2 separate regions of the Sus scrofa genome follow, and region 1 is linked to region 2. Evidence: chromatin contacts called from public HiChIP or PLAC-seq data. All regions are on one chromosome and are shown on one strand. Each heading gives the region's core, a stretch centred on a gene start, on an enhancer-like site or on the middle of the called end of the contact. The rest is flanking DNA. Distances are from core to core; before and after follow the strand shown. Region 1 holds the start of OBSCN (obscurin). Region 2 holds the start of IBA57 (IBA57 homolog, iron-sulfur cluster assembly).

Region 1 (3,193 bases), core at 428-2,927, 41 kb after region 2:
AGAAGACAGGGCCTAGGACCCTTGAGGCATACAGTCCACCCCAGATTGACAAGTGGGTGATTCATTGTCCAAGAGTACCTGGTGGGTGATAATGACAACTACCCTGCCAAAGATGATGAAGGGAGATAATGCAGCAAGTATGTGGATTGTTGAAAATACATTGGTCAAGCACTAGGCACCTTCCCTGCAGGGATGGAGAAGACCCAGGAAAGCTGGCATTTTTCAAGTGCCCAGTGGTAACATGGGTCCATTGACTGTAGCTGGTGACCAAGGATCTGTCTGCAAGCAGAGTGGAGTTGGACTGGTCCTAAGAGCAGCTAAGGCACAGAGGAGGATCACAAGACAGCGAAGGAATAGAGAGAGGGAGGGAGGTGAGCTATGGAGGATCGCAGGCAGGGAGGAAGGACAGAGAGGGAGGATGCATTAGATGAGGTTTGGGTAGGCTCCCAAGATAAGATTTTTGCCCTTATGAGACAAAGATAAGACATTTTCTCCACCAAAGCAGGACCATCTAACTTGGTGGAGAGAAGGCACCATCTGTTTATCAGAGAAAGAGGCTCTAAGTTAACATGGAATCTGCCAACACCTTCCTGTCAAACTTGCAGCCTCCAATACTGTCAGATAAATGTCTGTGTTTAAGCTCCCCATCTGTGGTATTTGAGCTGATTGAGATTTTAGGTAACTCTGGTGACTGGTCTATACTCAAAAGAGTTTTGATTTTCCCACAGGATATAGGTCTGGGCACAAAGGGCATAGATAGGTTGAGGGCATGGCTCAGACCACAGGATGGGGTGCTGGCCATGAACTTAGTGCCCTGGAGTGGGCTCAGGGGCAACACTGATAATGGGACACAGGGCAACACCACTACCCTTTACCCCTGGTGGGTCAGCCTCTTTCCAGGAGAGGCCCCAGTACTCATACCAGATGGCCTTCTCTGGCTCCCTGATAGGTCCCTACTAAGAAAGACCCACCTTCTCCCCTGAGTGGTTCCAGAATCCTGCCCACCCTTGTCCCTGAATTGGGGCCAGGGGGCTAGTGGGCAGCCATCCTGAGGTGTGAAGCAGCACCCATATCACCTGCCCCTGTCTTGTCTGCCCATCCCTGTGGCTAGGTCCCTAGACCCTGGGAAGTACAGACCTCAGGTTGAGATACCTGGGCCCCTCACTCCCGTGTAAAGATGGACATCCAGCCAGGCCAGGTGCTGCCAGGAGCGACCAGGGATAAAGGGTGCACCCCAGTCACCTATGTGGTCAGGGTGGTGGGGGGCTGACCTTGGGCACCTGGCTAGTCTCCTGGCTGCTCACCACCATCAAGAGGCTGCAGGACTCTCAGGAGGTGACTGGTGGTCTTGTTCTCTTGGGGGATGATCCTGAGTGCTCCTGTGGGTGGTACTGTTTTCCCCCCTTCTCCTTCCTGCCCTGCACTCCAGGATGCTGGTCTAAGCACGAGGCCCACCAGTTGGGGCTCCTGCCCCACCTGCACCATCACTGGAACACACAGGCCTCCTCCTCTCCCAGCCACCCAAGCCTCTGCCCTTTGCCTCCTTGGGGCCAGGGGTGAAAACAAATCTGGGGCAGTGACACCCGGGCTATTTTGGAGCTGGGCTGGGCGGGCTGGCGGTGGTGGGGGTGGGGTGGGGGCGGGCCCAGCCTTCTTCAGCTGATAGCATCCGCCTGTCCTTTCGTCCCTGTCCAGTCTGAGGACCGGCAGGAGTGCGGGCTGCTGGGTGGGAGCCTTGTCGGTCCTGGACCCGTGGAGGGAGGTGAGACCCAGCAGCCCCTGCCCCACCATCTGAGCCCCTCGCCTGGGTGCTGCCCAGTGCCCTCGGTAGAGACAGGTGAGGAGGCATAGAGCAGGCAGGGGTGGGGGGCTATCCAGTGCCCCTGAGGACAGCTCTGCTGAAGGTCATAGCTCTGGGGGATAGAGGGACCTGGGATAGGGTTTCAGCCAGGCTGTGCTGCTCCTGGGGTTGGGGCTATGGATTCTAGCCCCTGCCCCATTGTGACCTGAGCCAGACCCTCATGTGGGGAGAGAGCAGCTGGGGCAGGAGGTGGGGGTGGGGGGGCGTCAGAAGCACCTACCTCCTCCTTTGCCCACTGCCCTGAGGGTCTAGCTTGCCCTGCCCCCAACTCTGTTGAGATGGATGCCCGCTGACAGCTGGGGCTATTTTGGGCCTGTTGGCTCAGCGGAGGGGACAGCCAGAGGGGCAGTGACACCTGACTCCAGGAAAGAATTTCCCTTGGAGTTCGGGAAGCTGGAAGGCCCAGGGGTCTAGGGGAAGGCACAGACGGCAGGAGCTGCCCTTGGAAGTATTTTCTGGAAGGGCATGGGGGCAACAGGGTTGGGGGGGAGAGGGAGCAAGTTGGGGAGACAGGGCTTCTGGGAGGGAGCTAGCCAAGGCTCTGCTATGAGGCTGCTAGCCACTTCCCACTCTGGGCTCATCTGAAAAATGGCCCAAGCCCCACAAGGACCAATAATAATAATAATAATAATAATAATAAGTAGCCAAGTTCAATAAAAACAAGGGTAGAGGGGTTGTGGGTATGGCTCAGGTCAGCCACAAAGCTCCCTGGCAGGCTTGCAAAGGGGCAGGGCCTTGGCTTCAGAGTGAAGATTCTGCCAGGGCCAAGCTGGAGCCACCCAGGGCTGAGAAGCTCCAGTGGGGGGTCCACAAGGTACTGCCCTCCCAGGTGGGCATCTGAAAGAGGAGGGACTTCCCTGAGAATTAGGGTTAAGGTCCTGGCTTCGTCTCTGCTCCTGAAGCTCTTGTTTCTGCCCTTGTGGCTGTAGCTGTAGCAGCTCCAGCCCCTAACATGGCAGGGGGAGGAGGAGACACTGCAGGTGACCGTGTGGCCAGAGGGGCCTTGTGGTCCCTGACCCGACTCAACCTGAAGGAGGGCAGCTCCAGAGTCCTCGGACACACTCATGACCAGTTGGGATGACTGTCTGGCAGGACTGCCATGGGGTGTCTTGGTGAGCCCCTTTAGACCTCTATGAGTCTGCTGCCTTGAGGGTGTGGCATGAAGGCCCTAGACAGGGAGCACATCCTCGGTGACTTTAGAGGATCCTGGGGTCTCTGCCCACCCTTGTACATCTGCTGAGAGCTGGCTCTCTCTAAACATGTGCAGAGATAAGACCTCCTTCCCCATCTCTGTCCTCCTGGCCCCCAGAGACTGCCAGATGTGGAATTGAC
Region 2 (3,508 bases), core at 241-2,740:
AGATCCTTAAACTGCTATGCCATAGTGGGAACTCCAATATTCTTTTTTTAAAAAAATATATTTTGTCCCGATATTCTTAGCAAGCCCTGGTCAACAAGTTTATGTTAATGAAGTGATTTTGGAAAGCCCCTAAGGATGGGAGCTAGTTGGCAGGGGAACCAACCCTGTGATTAGAGGGTTAGAACTTTCAGTCCCACCCTGACCTCAGAGGAGTGAAGTTGAATCAGTAACCAATGGCCAATGATTTAATCAATTGTGCTTCAATAATGAAGTCTCCATGAAAACCCTAAAGGACTGGATTTGGAGAGCTTCTTGGTTGTGGAACACACGGCAATTTGGGGAGAGTGGTGCCCATGGGGCATAAAGTTCCATGTCTTTTCCAACATATCTTGCCCTATGCATCTCTTCCATCTGGCTGTTCCTGAGTTATATCCTTTTTATAATAAATCAGTAATCTAGTATGTAAAATATTTCTGATTTCTGTGAACCACTCTAGAAAATTAATTGAACCCAAGGAGAGGGCTATTGGAACCTTTGCTCTATAGCTGGTTGGTCAGAAGAAAGGAAACAACCTGGACTTTGGCATCTGAAGATTGTGTGTGTGTGTGTGTGTGTGTACACACGCAGTCTTACAGGACCTGATGCTATTTCCTGGTATAAATGGTTCATAATTGAGTTAAAAATGTAAGACACTCAGCTGGTGTTGGAGAACTGTATGGTGTGGGGAACTCCCCCCCTACATTTTAGTGATCAGAAGTGTCAGAAGTGAGAGCATAGGATATACAGGTGTGTATTTTACACAATAACCAAAGGAGCTGAAAGCATAGTTGCACATCCCTGTTCATTGTAGCATTATTCACAATAGCCAAGGGTGGAAACAATACAATGTCCATCAATCGGTGAATGGATAATCCAATGTGGTATATACATAGAGTAGAATATTCAGCCTTAAGGAGGCTGACATATAATATACCACGGAGGAACCTGGAAGCCATTAGTCACAAAAAGGCAAACACTTCATGATTCCACTTCTATTAATTTCCTATAAGAGTCAGGTTCACAAAGAGTAGAATGGAGTTCCCAGGGGCTGGGGAAGGAGACAGGGATCAGCGTTTGATTAAGGTGGAGTTTCCGTTTGGAAAGATGAGAAAGTTCTGCAGGGTGGAGAAGGCTGCAAAACAGTGTGAATGCGCTTAATGCCCCTGAAATGTGCACTTAAAAATGGTTAGGATGGTAGGGTTTAGGTCATGGGCTCCCCGCTACAATAAAGCAAGCAGAAACTGCTCTAAAAACCGAGGCGCAGAGGGCCAGCCCAGGAGTGTAAGGGTGACCGACAGCCCAAGACCTCTCTCCGCCACACGCTCCGCCCACCCTCACCCGGGCCACTCTTGCAAGTGCCCCCAGCCCCGCCTCTAAGGGCGGCAGAGGCTCCAGCCCGCGCACGCCTGCGCACGCCCCGCCCCATGCCCCCCCACCCGCGTGCGCTCCACTCGTCCGCCTACAGCAGGTACTGTGGCGCCTGCCCGCGCCGCCGCACGGAGCCCCTTCCCGCCGCCTCGCTCCTCCCCAAGATGGCGGCTGCGGCGCTGCTCCGGGGCGCGGCTTCAGGGCGCAGCGGCCTAGCCTGGCACTGGAGGCTGCGCGCGGCCCCGAGGCGCCGCCTGGCTCAAGGTTCCTGCTCTCAGAGTGGTGACCCCGCGGGCGGTACGGCCTGGGCCTACTTCCTGCTGGGCGAGCGCGCCCTGGTACGCGTGCGCGGGCCGGACTCGGCGCCCTTTCTCCTGGGTCTGCTGACCAATGAGTTGCCGCTTCCGGGTCCCGCTTCGGCCGTGGCGCGCGCGGGCTACGCCCACTTTCTTAACGTCCAGGGACGCACACTCTATGACGTCATTCTCTACGGGTGAGCGCAGGGTGTGGCAGGGTGTGGCAGGGACTGCGCAGGCTCCAGTGCCGGCGTGGAGGTGGGGAGTGGGATCACCCAGAGCGGCCGGGAGAAGACTTAGGGGATGGGCTCCTATGGAGGGCTCCCAGGGTTGGGGTCTGTACGGAGGAGGGGCGGGGCACCTAGGCCCAGGATGGTCATTCAGGAGAGGATCTGCAGGGCAGGGCGTCCAGAGGAGGGACACCTGGGAGCTTTTGCAAACGGTGGGCCATAGTGGGCCCCCACAGGGGAGGTCACCTGAGGATGGGAGGGGCGCCCAGGGCAGGGTATTTGGGAACCCGCATACAGGGACAGGGCTGCCATAGGTGGGCCAGAGCCAGCACCCAGGGATGGGCCCGTGACTCACCCATGGGAAGATCTGCGTGACTTTGCATGTGGCCTCTGCTCCTGCTCAGACCCACTGCACGGAAAAGGGGTCGCGGCACCTGTAGGAAGCCGCCTTGCACCACTGGCTTCCGCTATTACTTTCTGAGTCCTCCAGCGCACATACATTTCTCTCAGAAATCTCTCTTTAGTGATATCAGTGTTTGGTGTTTTACATCAGTCTGTGCTGATGTTATCATGACTGTGCCATGATGGTCAACAGGACAAGCCAAGTCAGTGGCCTTGTCCTTTGCTGTGTAGAGCTTTCTGTTTTCACTTGCTTAGCTTTCTCAGGCTTGGTACCTCTAAAATCTCTCATGCAATTGCAGGCTGTTGATTCCCTCTGAGGCTGTCCTGGAAACTCCCATGTCTGTTCTATTTGTGGGTCCTCATCTGCATCTTCCTCAGTATACTCCTGCCTTCTGGAGGAGTATGTAGTTTAGTGGCTTGTTGAGAGATAAGATACTTCAGGTGGACCTTTGACTCCTTCACATGGTTTTACCTGATGTCTTAGCTGGGTGTAGAACTCTAGGCTGAAAATCATCTCTGAATTTTATGAAGCCCTGATCTGTCTTGCTGCTGCTGGCACTGCTTTCCATTGTGTGTGATGACTTTTTCTCTAGGAGCTCTTGAGGGCTCTTTTTCATCCTTATGTCTTGAAGTGTCATGGTCATGTGATGTATTTGGGGTCTTCTTTCATGTCCTGTTGCTGGGCACTTGGTGGACTCTGTGACTCTGGAACAGGGGTCAGTAAAGTATGACCCTTGGACAGATTCACCTTACTTGCTCCCTGTTTTCATAATGAAATTCGATTGGAATGCTGCGTGCCCATTTGTTTGTAACTGTGTGGTTACTTTTGCCTTTTAATGGCAAAAGTATAATTAATACTATAATAATTGTGGTAGAAACTGTGTGGCCTCAAACCTAAAGTATTTACTATCTGGTCCTGTACAGAAAATGTTTGTGATCCCTGTTCTGTGTCCCCTGATTCAGAGATACCATTGTCATTATCTCCTTTATGTAATTATCTTCCCAGTAGTTGCTTTAATCTCTTTTAGAAACTGCATTCTTGAGCCCCCTGTGTCAGTAATTTTCACTTGCCCCTATTCTGGTAATTTCACTTTTTAATTTATCAGTGTTGTAATGATGCTTTGGTCCCCAAATATCCTTCTTTAGGCCTCTAGTCTGTCTTTACATCTTTCT

Evidence for each region. HiChIP or PLAC-seq counts read pairs in DNA pulled down with a chosen protein or histone mark.
Region 1: an H3K27ac HiChIP or PLAC-seq map of skeletal muscle shows a contact between it and region 2. The contact joins the promoter of OBSCN here to the promoter of IBA57 in region 2. A contact is called at or near these places in 1 of 47 Hi-C or Micro-C datasets (fetal heart ventricle) and 1 of 2 datasets of contacts at active chromatin or transcription factors (skeletal muscle).

Annotation. Positions count from the first base shown.
Region 1 is chr2:51,315,861-51,319,053 of Sscrofa11.1, forward strand. It overlaps OBSCN (obscurin), which reads left to right and starts at 1,678. Exons shown (of 110, transcript XM_021083345.1): 1 at 1,678-1,762.
Region 2 is chr2:51,274,862-51,278,369 of Sscrofa11.1, forward strand. It overlaps IBA57 (IBA57 homolog, iron-sulfur cluster assembly), which reads left to right and starts at 1,491. Exons shown (of 3, transcript NM_001244830.1): 1 at 1,491-1,900. The coding sequence starts at 1,572.